3 separate regions of the Mus musculus genome follow, and all the other regions are linked to region 1. Evidence: chromatin contacts called from public HiChIP or PLAC-seq data. All regions are on one chromosome and are shown on one strand. Each heading gives the region's core, a stretch centred on a gene start, on an enhancer-like site or on the middle of the called end of the contact. The rest is flanking DNA. Distances are from core to core; before and after follow the strand shown. Region 1 has its middle 6.8 kb from the start of Zc3h18. Region 2 overlaps Ankrd11 (ankyrin repeat domain 11). Region 3 overlaps Zcchc14 (zinc finger, CCHC domain containing 14).

What was found. HiChIP or PLAC-seq counts read pairs in DNA pulled down with a chosen protein or histone mark.
Region 2: a contact with region 1 is called in a FOXA1 HiChIP or PLAC-seq map of pancreatic cancer cells. The contact joins two enhancer-like sites. A contact is called at or near these places in 1 of 39 promoter capture datasets (pre-B cells) and 2 of 115 datasets of contacts at active chromatin or transcription factors (microglia and pancreatic cancer cells).
Region 3: an HNF4G HiChIP or PLAC-seq map of pancreatic cancer cells shows a contact between it and region 1. The contact joins two enhancer-like sites.

Annotation. Positions count from the first base shown.
Region 1 is chr8:122,368,488-122,371,187 of GRCm38.p6, reverse strand. No RefSeq gene overlaps it. Among named protein-coding and RNA genes, the nearest start is that of Zc3h18, 6.8 kb to the left of the region's middle. Within about 2 kb of position 1,392, at least 41 of the 459 cell types and tissues checked have an H3K27ac peak or open chromatin away from gene starts, as enhancers often do. A contact at or near this core is called in pancreatic cancer cells, where this site is marked.
Region 2 is chr8:122,905,268-122,907,967 of GRCm38.p6, reverse strand. The region is part of intron 4 of Ankrd11 (ankyrin repeat domain 11); the gene reads left to right. It overlaps Gm39273 (a long non-coding RNA gene), which reads right to left. Exons shown (of 4, transcript XR_003947488.1): 2 at 2,006-2,700; 3 at 1-1,887. Among named protein-coding and RNA genes, the nearest start is that of Gm39272, 27 kb to the left of the region's middle. Within about 2 kb of position 1,422, at least 211 of the 459 cell types and tissues checked have an H3K27ac peak or open chromatin away from gene starts, as enhancers often do. A contact at or near this core is called in pancreatic cancer cells, where this site is marked.
Region 3 is chr8:121,618,117-121,620,816 of GRCm38.p6, reverse strand. Zcchc14 (zinc finger, CCHC domain containing 14) reads left to right here. Exons shown (of 13, transcript NM_080855.2): 3 at 2,109-2,182. Among named protein-coding and RNA genes, the nearest start is that of Map1lc3b, 29 kb to the right of the region's middle. Within about 2 kb of position 1,251, at least 58 of the 459 cell types and tissues checked have an H3K27ac peak or open chromatin away from gene starts, as enhancers often do. A contact at or near this core is called in pancreatic cancer cells, where this site is marked.

The DNA of each region.
Region 1 (2,700 bases), core at 143-2,642:
AACCAACCAACCATGAGTCTGTGTGTGTGTGTGTGTGTGTTGCACGACTTTAATCCCAGCACTCAGGAGGCAGAGGCAGGCAGGTACCTACCTCTCTGTGAGTTCGAGACCAGGTCTAGTCCACAGAGCAAGTAACTGCACAGAGAAACCCTGTCTCAAAAAACAAAACAAACAAACAAAAACCAGAAAACAAAACCAAGAAAGGTGTGGAGCAAGTGAGTCACACAGACTGCCAGCGGGGGTGTGAATGATGTGTAGAGAGGCAAGTGTCTGGGGGCTGTCAGTATGAACTGCAGTGGTGGTGCCCGCCTATAAACCGAGACCTTGGGAGGCAGCAGGAAGATGAGGAGTTCCAGGGCAGACAGGAGGGAAAGGCTTGGAAACAGCATAGGAAAGATATCATCAGGATAAATGCTAGGGAAATGCCTGCAAAGACGAAAGAATGGAAAATAGCTGCCTCTTGAGAGCACGAAGGAGGGAGATTGGGGGTGGGGGGTACGCAGAGGGAGAGGTGCGGGGGAGGGGCTGGCTTTCTAAACTGGGGACTATAATGAGACAACGTACAAGCAATAAAAAGTCATATAAAGCATACAACTTTTTAAAGCTTTATTTATTGTTATGTGTATTATATGTAGCTGTCTTCAGACACACCAGAAGAGGGCACCCGATCTCATTATAGATGGTTGTGAGCTACCATGTGGTTGCTGGGATTTGAACTCTTTGAACTCGGAACCTGCGAAAGAACAGTCAGTGCTCTTACCCACTGAGCCATCTCTCCAGTCCCTAAAATGTACAATTTGACTTTTACAAAGTGTACACCAAACAGTTCCACCTGGCTGAAACTGCCCAACCTGTTGCCGTGTGTGTGTGTGTGTGTGTGTGTGTGTGTGTGTGTGTGTGTCGCTCCTCTTGGGACATGCGGCACAGAGTCAGAAGCCGGAGCCTTGTAGCCCTAACGACCAAGGCTCAGTCACCCAGATTCAGCATGCCAGTTCATCAGACAAGTGGTAGTGAAGTGCAGAGAAAGGTTTATTTAATGTGGCTGCAAGGCCCAGGCTCTGACCCGAACACCTCTAGAAGCCCTGGGTTTCGAGGTCTGCCTGTTGTCCACCTGAATACCCCAGCGGAGGAAACAGGAAACGTTGGGAAGTGCAGGTCTCATTTTCCACTGCCCTCCCTGCAAGGCTCCCAGGCCTACAGTCTCTACATTCTCAAGGCATGCGTGGACATAGCCATACATGTTTGCTCAGCCTTCACTCTCCGTAATGTCAAGAGTAGCTGACAAATGATTTTGTCTGAATTTTAGAATGGACCGCCTTACTGATTCTTCATGTGGTCACCAGAGGGCGTGCCAGAGTAGAGCTCTGCTTTGCAACTGACCCTGTTCTGGCTGGCCAGCTGTGAACTCAGCTTAAAGCAGACTCACTCTGAATGCGAGGGACCTCTACTTCTGAGGCAAGGAGAAAGAGTCCGGCTGGATCAGCAGGGGGCCCACTCTCTGGCGTGGAGGGTTTTACCAGTCCTGTCAACTTTAGGCTGTCCTCTGCCCAGCTGGGATCCCATCTACCTTATTCAACATCTCTCAGCCAAGGTTCTTAACCCAGGGAGGCTGGATAGAGGATCCCGAGACCCCTGGCTTCTGCTGGCTTTTTTTTCTTTTCCTCTTCCTTCTGCATCGAAGAGCCTCAGCTCCTGGTTTGGGTGAGCCAGTGACTGTGGCAAAGGGCCTACGTGGGGTCAGCTCCTTCCTCTATTCAGAAGTGTATGTATGCAGGGTTACATGTAACACAACACAGGCTGCCCTTGAACTTGCCGTGTCGCCACAGATGACCTTAAACTTCTGATCTTCCTGCAGGTATGCGCCACCATGCCTTGAGTGCTGGAGACAGAACTCAAACCCTCAAGTGTGCACTAGGCAAACACTCTGCTAAACTTAGCAACATCGCCTCAGCTCCAAGTAATTTTATAAAAATAAGCTTGAGATTATCAGTACAAGCTTATGTGCATATTTTATATCCTTATGAACCTAGGTCATGTAAAATTCTCTTGGGCTTTCAAAGAGATCATGAGCAGAAAGTTTAAGAAGCCCCACTCTCGACCTCCTCCATGGGCCCAAGACAGAGCTAGTATCTGTCCCACAGCTATGAGCATTATAGCTGGCTATTGTCTGGCTGAGAACTGTGAACACCTTCCCCGTGCGTTTGGGAGTATGCTGTGCTGAACCCTCGTGAGAGGTACGGTCAGCTCCAGGTCAGATGCAGAAGGTGAACTGTGAGGGTGTGCTCACCATAATTGTGAGGGTGACAGCTACATAAGGCAGATGCACACAGGGAAATAAAGTCGGCGTAAAGACGCAAAGCACGTTGGCTTGCTTAGAAATTTATATTTGGGTGGTGATCGTGTTAACAGAGGTAGAGGTGACTCATGGGTAGAGAATCTGTTCAAGACTCTGCAGTCAGCTGCCGGTTTTCTGCTGTGTGTAACCAGGATTCCCAGACCACATCCCTGCCTCTCACTTTACTGTAGGCTGATGGACTCAGCAGGCGGTTCTTCTCCACGTGATAAGGCCAGGACGCGTGAATGCAGCTTAGCCTGACTCCATGGCCTCTGTAGCAGAGTGGCTTGCCAGGCTTTCAGGCACAGTGCCATTTCCTGTGCACTTGGGGTACTCTTATGGAAGGATGTGAACCCCACAGATAG
Region 2 (2,700 bases), core at 173-2,672, 540 kb before region 1:
AACCAGAAGACCACATCAAACCTGAATGTCTGTGTGTGTCTGTGCGCGCGCGTGTGTTTTAACATTGTTTGTAGGGATTCATAAGGCAAGTGGCGGTCCTTGCATTGCTCAGGAGAGTGCTCTGACTCCTGTTGTGGTTGTGGAGGGAAGTCTGTCCATCTGTGGAGGCCTCTGTGAGGCTCTGCACCACTGCACTCTAGATTGTCCTTCAGCCTTCGCTGTTGGTGTGCTGTCAAACTGTTCATGTTCACACCTGACCTGAGGCAGGCACAGGCTCAGCTTTGGCAGGTAGCGTTTTCAGGAAGACTGAACTGTAGACCTAGCTAGAGATGGGTGACTGGCCAGCGCTGTGTCTACTGTCCTATCCGTGGCTGACTTCTTTATAACGTTTGTGAGTCGGGTCTCGCAGCTCCAGTGAAGACTGGATCCACTCCTTTCCTACTCCTTCCTTCGTTGGAAATGGAACCCGAAGCCTATGTGCAAACTCGCTACTGTTGGTGTTGTTTAAGACGTCCAGCCTTAGGCATCTCTATACTTGGAGATGGGGTTTGTCAGTTTTCTCAGGCTGGTTTCCACCTCTGGATCCTTTTGCATTCATCTCCTAAGTACTGGAAGTATTGGTTTGTCTTCATCCATTGGGTTCTGCGCGCGCTCGCGCACACACAAACACACACACACTTTATAATCTTTCTCTTCTATACATTGGTGAGCTGGATGCCTCAGGAAGTACTGGGTATTATTCTCCTACCCAGAGATGCAGTGCTGGCTTACAAACGGGGTATGATGGAGTGGATGGCATCTTGTCTGCAGGGGCTTCTGCAGTGGCACCCACCACCTCATTCAGGATGGAGAATACTCAGAATGGGTGCGCAAAGAATTGTGGGATTGATATTTTCCCCCTGTGTAATAAAGAGGTTTATTTTGGCTCAGAGTTCTGGAAGCTGGAAAAGTGCTGATATTTTTAACTCGATGAAATAGTGACCAAGATAGGATCTCTCTGGTCATCTTGATAGGGTTGTCAGACCTCCCTGGAGGTGTGTGACTCAGTCATACTAAGGCACCTCCTAGTTTTGAAAGGTTTTTACAGACAAATGCTTGCAGTGCCCTAGGCCAATAGCTTATCCTTTCCTGACCAGTGTTCCTCCAGCGCCCTCTGCTGATAATGTACAGTTTAGCACTCATCCTTGATGACAAATGCGGTCTACCCCAGTAACACAAGGGGTACCCTCCCACCCTCATTCCAGTCAGGGTTCCTAGTAGCAAATAGTGAGCGTCCTTTACTGTGCCCTCAAGTGGCAAGAAGCTGGCTGGCCTTAAATGACCAAACCGTACAAACTTTTCCTGTTTCCCAGACCCTGCTGCCAATGGCCCAGCCCACTGGAGGTGCGGCTTCCCCAGTGCTTAGTCAGGACTGAGGGCATCCTGCCAAGAACAGTACAGTTTTGTCTGTTGTGAGTCAGCCTGATGAAAAAGCTTGCCCTCCCAAGGCTGTCTATCAGTGTTGTGATGCTTATGCCGCAGCTAGATGCTGTAGGTGTTCAGATAGACCTCAAGATGGAACATGCCTGCGATCATGATGCCCAGGAGCTGTGGACAGGAGCATGTCCTGACCCCCTGTGACACTGGCGAGACTGGGACATAACAGACCTGGTTGTCTGAGCCGGTACCCTCATCTCAGACTGTAAGACCATCTCCACTCCCTCAGGGCCTCTTCCAGACCAGGTCTTTGGTGTTGACCACATACATCACCTGGTGAGGAAAGGCTCTTCCTCCCACTCTCGGTCTGGTCTCTGTAGAGTTCCCGAGGCCTGGTGTGACATCACAACCTTTTGATCCTGGAGCATGGGAAGCAAGTAGATTCTATGACCTGCAGGCCACCTAGGGCTACTTTAAAAAAAAAAAAAAAAAAAAAACCTTCGTTATGGAATTACGTGATTTGCTTAAAATTTGGTCTCTGTTGAAAATTTTTCCACTAATTTAAAAATCTATAAATTACCCTACCTACCTTTCTAGGGCTCACACAGAATCCACCTGCCCCATTGCGTATGAAGTCAAAACTGGCTTCCCAGTACAGTGCTTCCTTGGAAGAAGGGAGAGAATTAACTTTTTCCACCGCTGTGCCTTTGAGCCTCTTTTCGGGTCTGTACAGCGTTCGGTCGACTCATGAGTCTTAGACACCCACTGAAGCGTTCATTCCTCGGGGCTTGATCCCTCAGTTCTTCTGTGGGAGAGGAAAAACTGAGGGATTCTCTTGCCATTGGCTATATGGAACTCGGAATGCTTGGTGTAAGAGGCTGTGTGTGTGTACATGTGCACACACGCTAATGAGGCTTTTCTGTCCTCTTGCTCACTAGATGGTGTAACTCTGGGCTGCATATTGGCAGATGCTAGACCATGGCAAGTGAGAAAGCAGAGTGCATCTGTCTGCCAGGTCACTGACTCACAGGCTAGGGCTTGGCAGGGAAAGGGCGTGGCGTGGAGAACCTGCTGATTGCCCTAATAACCACAGTGTGACTGCTTGTGAACAACCAGAGCCAAATAAAATGCTTCATGGACTTGGTGGTTGGTCTGGTATATTTCTCAGCCATTTGCCCTTTCCATTTTTTTCTTCACAGAGAAGACTGTGGACTAGCAAAGAAAGTAATTTCAGTTTCAAATTGTGTATTTTCCATAATTCAGAGGCAGATGGTCTGGTGGGCA
Region 3 (2,700 bases), core at 2-2,501, 750 kb after region 1:
GCCAGTGCTCAGGGGCGTCCTTTATTTACCCTCTGGGCCCTACCCTGCAGCCCTGGGTGCTGTTCAGAGAAGTGGGCAGGGTTCTGGGGTGCTGTGTTATCAGTGCACTAAAAGCTGAAGTACTGTTGTGTGGGAATGTATGTCTCTGGCTCTCTTGTCCAAAGGAGGAGGGAGGTAGCAACCATGCATGTGACCCAGGCCAGCTGCAGGTGTAAGGTGAGGTTGGTGTGAGAGTCCCAGTTCCCAGTTCCTGAAAACCCAGCAGCTTCCTGGGAGTTGAGTCCTTGTCAGTGCGTGGTGTTGCCTCTGGCCTCCTGCACGTCCTTCATCTTTGGTATTGGGGCAGAACCCTGGCACTGAGGCACATATGCATGCCAGGCATTCACTCTGCCACTGAGGCAGGCCCTCTGCTTCCTATAGTCATGGCACCTAGTGACCTCACGTTGGAGAGGACACTGAAACATGCTATTTAAAGCATTCCTTTTTAAATTTTTTATTAGATATTTTCTTTATTTACATTTCCAATGTTATCCCCTTTCCTTGTTTCCCCTCCTAAAGCCCCCCTCCCTTCCCCTGCTCTCCAACCCACCCACTCCCTCTTCCCTGTCCTGGCATTCCCTCACATTGGGGCATTGAGCCTTCACGGGACCAAGGCCCTTTCCTCCCGTTGATGACTGACAAGGCCATCCTCTGCTACATATGTGGTTGGAGCCATGGGTCTCCCCATGTGTACTCTTTGGTTGGTGGTTTAGTCCCTGGGAGCTCTGGGGCTTTAGTGTGTGTGCTGTGACATGGCACATCTGTGGAGGTCAGAGTTGTGAGTTGGTTCTGTCGTTCTATCACATGGGTCCTGGGGATTGAATCAGGCTATCAGGCTTGGTGGGAGGCGGCTTTACCTGCTAAGCCTCTCCCTGCTCTGGGCGTCAGGAGCCTGGAGGAAGAGCCTACAGTTTGCTGGGTGCTGAGGCTGCCAGTGGTAGGGCAGTGAGAGCTGGACTCAGCTTTAAAACATATTTGATGGACAGTGGACTGGCTGTGAGCCCTTGGCCTGACTCCAGAATGCTTTTATATTCAGACAGCTAAATGATATTTATCTACTTTGTCCATTTTCCTGTCCAGCTCTGAGTCACTTCCTTTGGTCCAAATGGGCTTTTCCTTTTTCCTTTCTCATGCACCCTGATGCTCTTTGGTCTGGGAACACTGGGTTCACATCGATCCCTGGGTAGGGCAGGCACTGGCCCTACAGTTGCGTAGAGAAGGAGGCGGTCTGGAATGTTGTTACTGAGTCTGTGCCGAGGGTTGCTTCCTGCTGGCCTCTAGCTGAAGGAGGGGCTGGAATAGCCAGGGCACAGTGTACCAAATCTCTGCAGTGTGTGGAGGTAGCTGTGCTCTTCCTTAGTTGCCTAACACAGTGGCCCGTATGAGTGTCTTGCTTGTGGAAAGTGATTGCCTGGAAGAAGAGGCTGAGTCCCTGGGTGGGATCCAGCAGCAGTGTTGTCTGGAGGAGGAGTGTGCCCGGGTGGAGAGCTTGATTGTGAGCCTGTGCTTGGGCTTACCTGGAAACTGTATTTATAGTTTACTGGTGTCATTTCATTTCTGCAGAGAAAGATCTGGAACAGGAAGTAGAGAGACACTTGAGAGCTCTGTGGTGACAGAAAGTCTCCTTTAGATGTTTTAAAAGCATTGTCTGTCCCCAGCTTGTAATCATGTCACACTGTCTGGGAAGACCTTGCCATACAGAGCTGCCATGTATGTGCCCTTGCAGCAGAGCTGGGTAATGGTGGGTGGGCCCCTAGAGAGACCCAGCTTCTCATACAGACCGTTTACCACGGGAAGACACAGTCATGCTCTTCCCAGGAATTGGACCCAATTCATGACCGTCTTGAAGGACAGCACAAGGACTCGCAAACGTGTGGTCCCACTCAAACCCCTACATTTTCTTGGGATTTGGATGGTGTCCCTTGGCCTTGTAAGACTGATGCAGACGCTCTTCATTCGGGTCCTGGTTCTGGCAGCCATGTGAGGAATAGCTACTTGTTACACGCCCAGAGATTGTCAATATCCCAAAGTCTTACTTCCTTCTTATAATTCTGTGTTTGTTTTTACAGTGAGTGTTGAAAAGATAGACCTGAAGGGGTTGTCACACACGAAAAATGACAGAAGTGTTGAGTGTTCCTTTGAGGTAAGATGCTGTTTTCCCCCTCTCCTCGCAGGCATCGCATGTCACTTCACGTACTGCAGTGAGTGAGGGCTTTGCTTCCTGCATAGCAATGGAGCCTGGCTGGGGCGGTGTCTCTAGGGTGGGCTAGAGTGTTAGGAGACACCCACCTTCTCAGAGAGAAGCTAAGCTCCAGGGCCCATGAATTTCCTCCTGGTCACATGTAACTGGGACAGTGGCTGAGCTGGCCTTCTTCCCTGGGAGAGGAGAGACATGGTTGCCTTCACTCTCGGTGCAGAGAAAATGAAATCAGGCTGTGGCACTGGGCACTCACGGGCAGTAAGTCCCTAGATGTGTGTCCCTTGATGAGTCACACATACATGCTGGTTGCATGGCCACTTGGTCTCTATATAGGGGAATGTGCTGCAAACTGGAAATGCACTGTGGAAATAGGACGGTGTGTGTGCTGAGAAGACTCGACAGAGACTGGGACAGCCCAAAAGCTCCTTTTGTTTCTAGTCAACAATGTTCAGGGAGGCAGT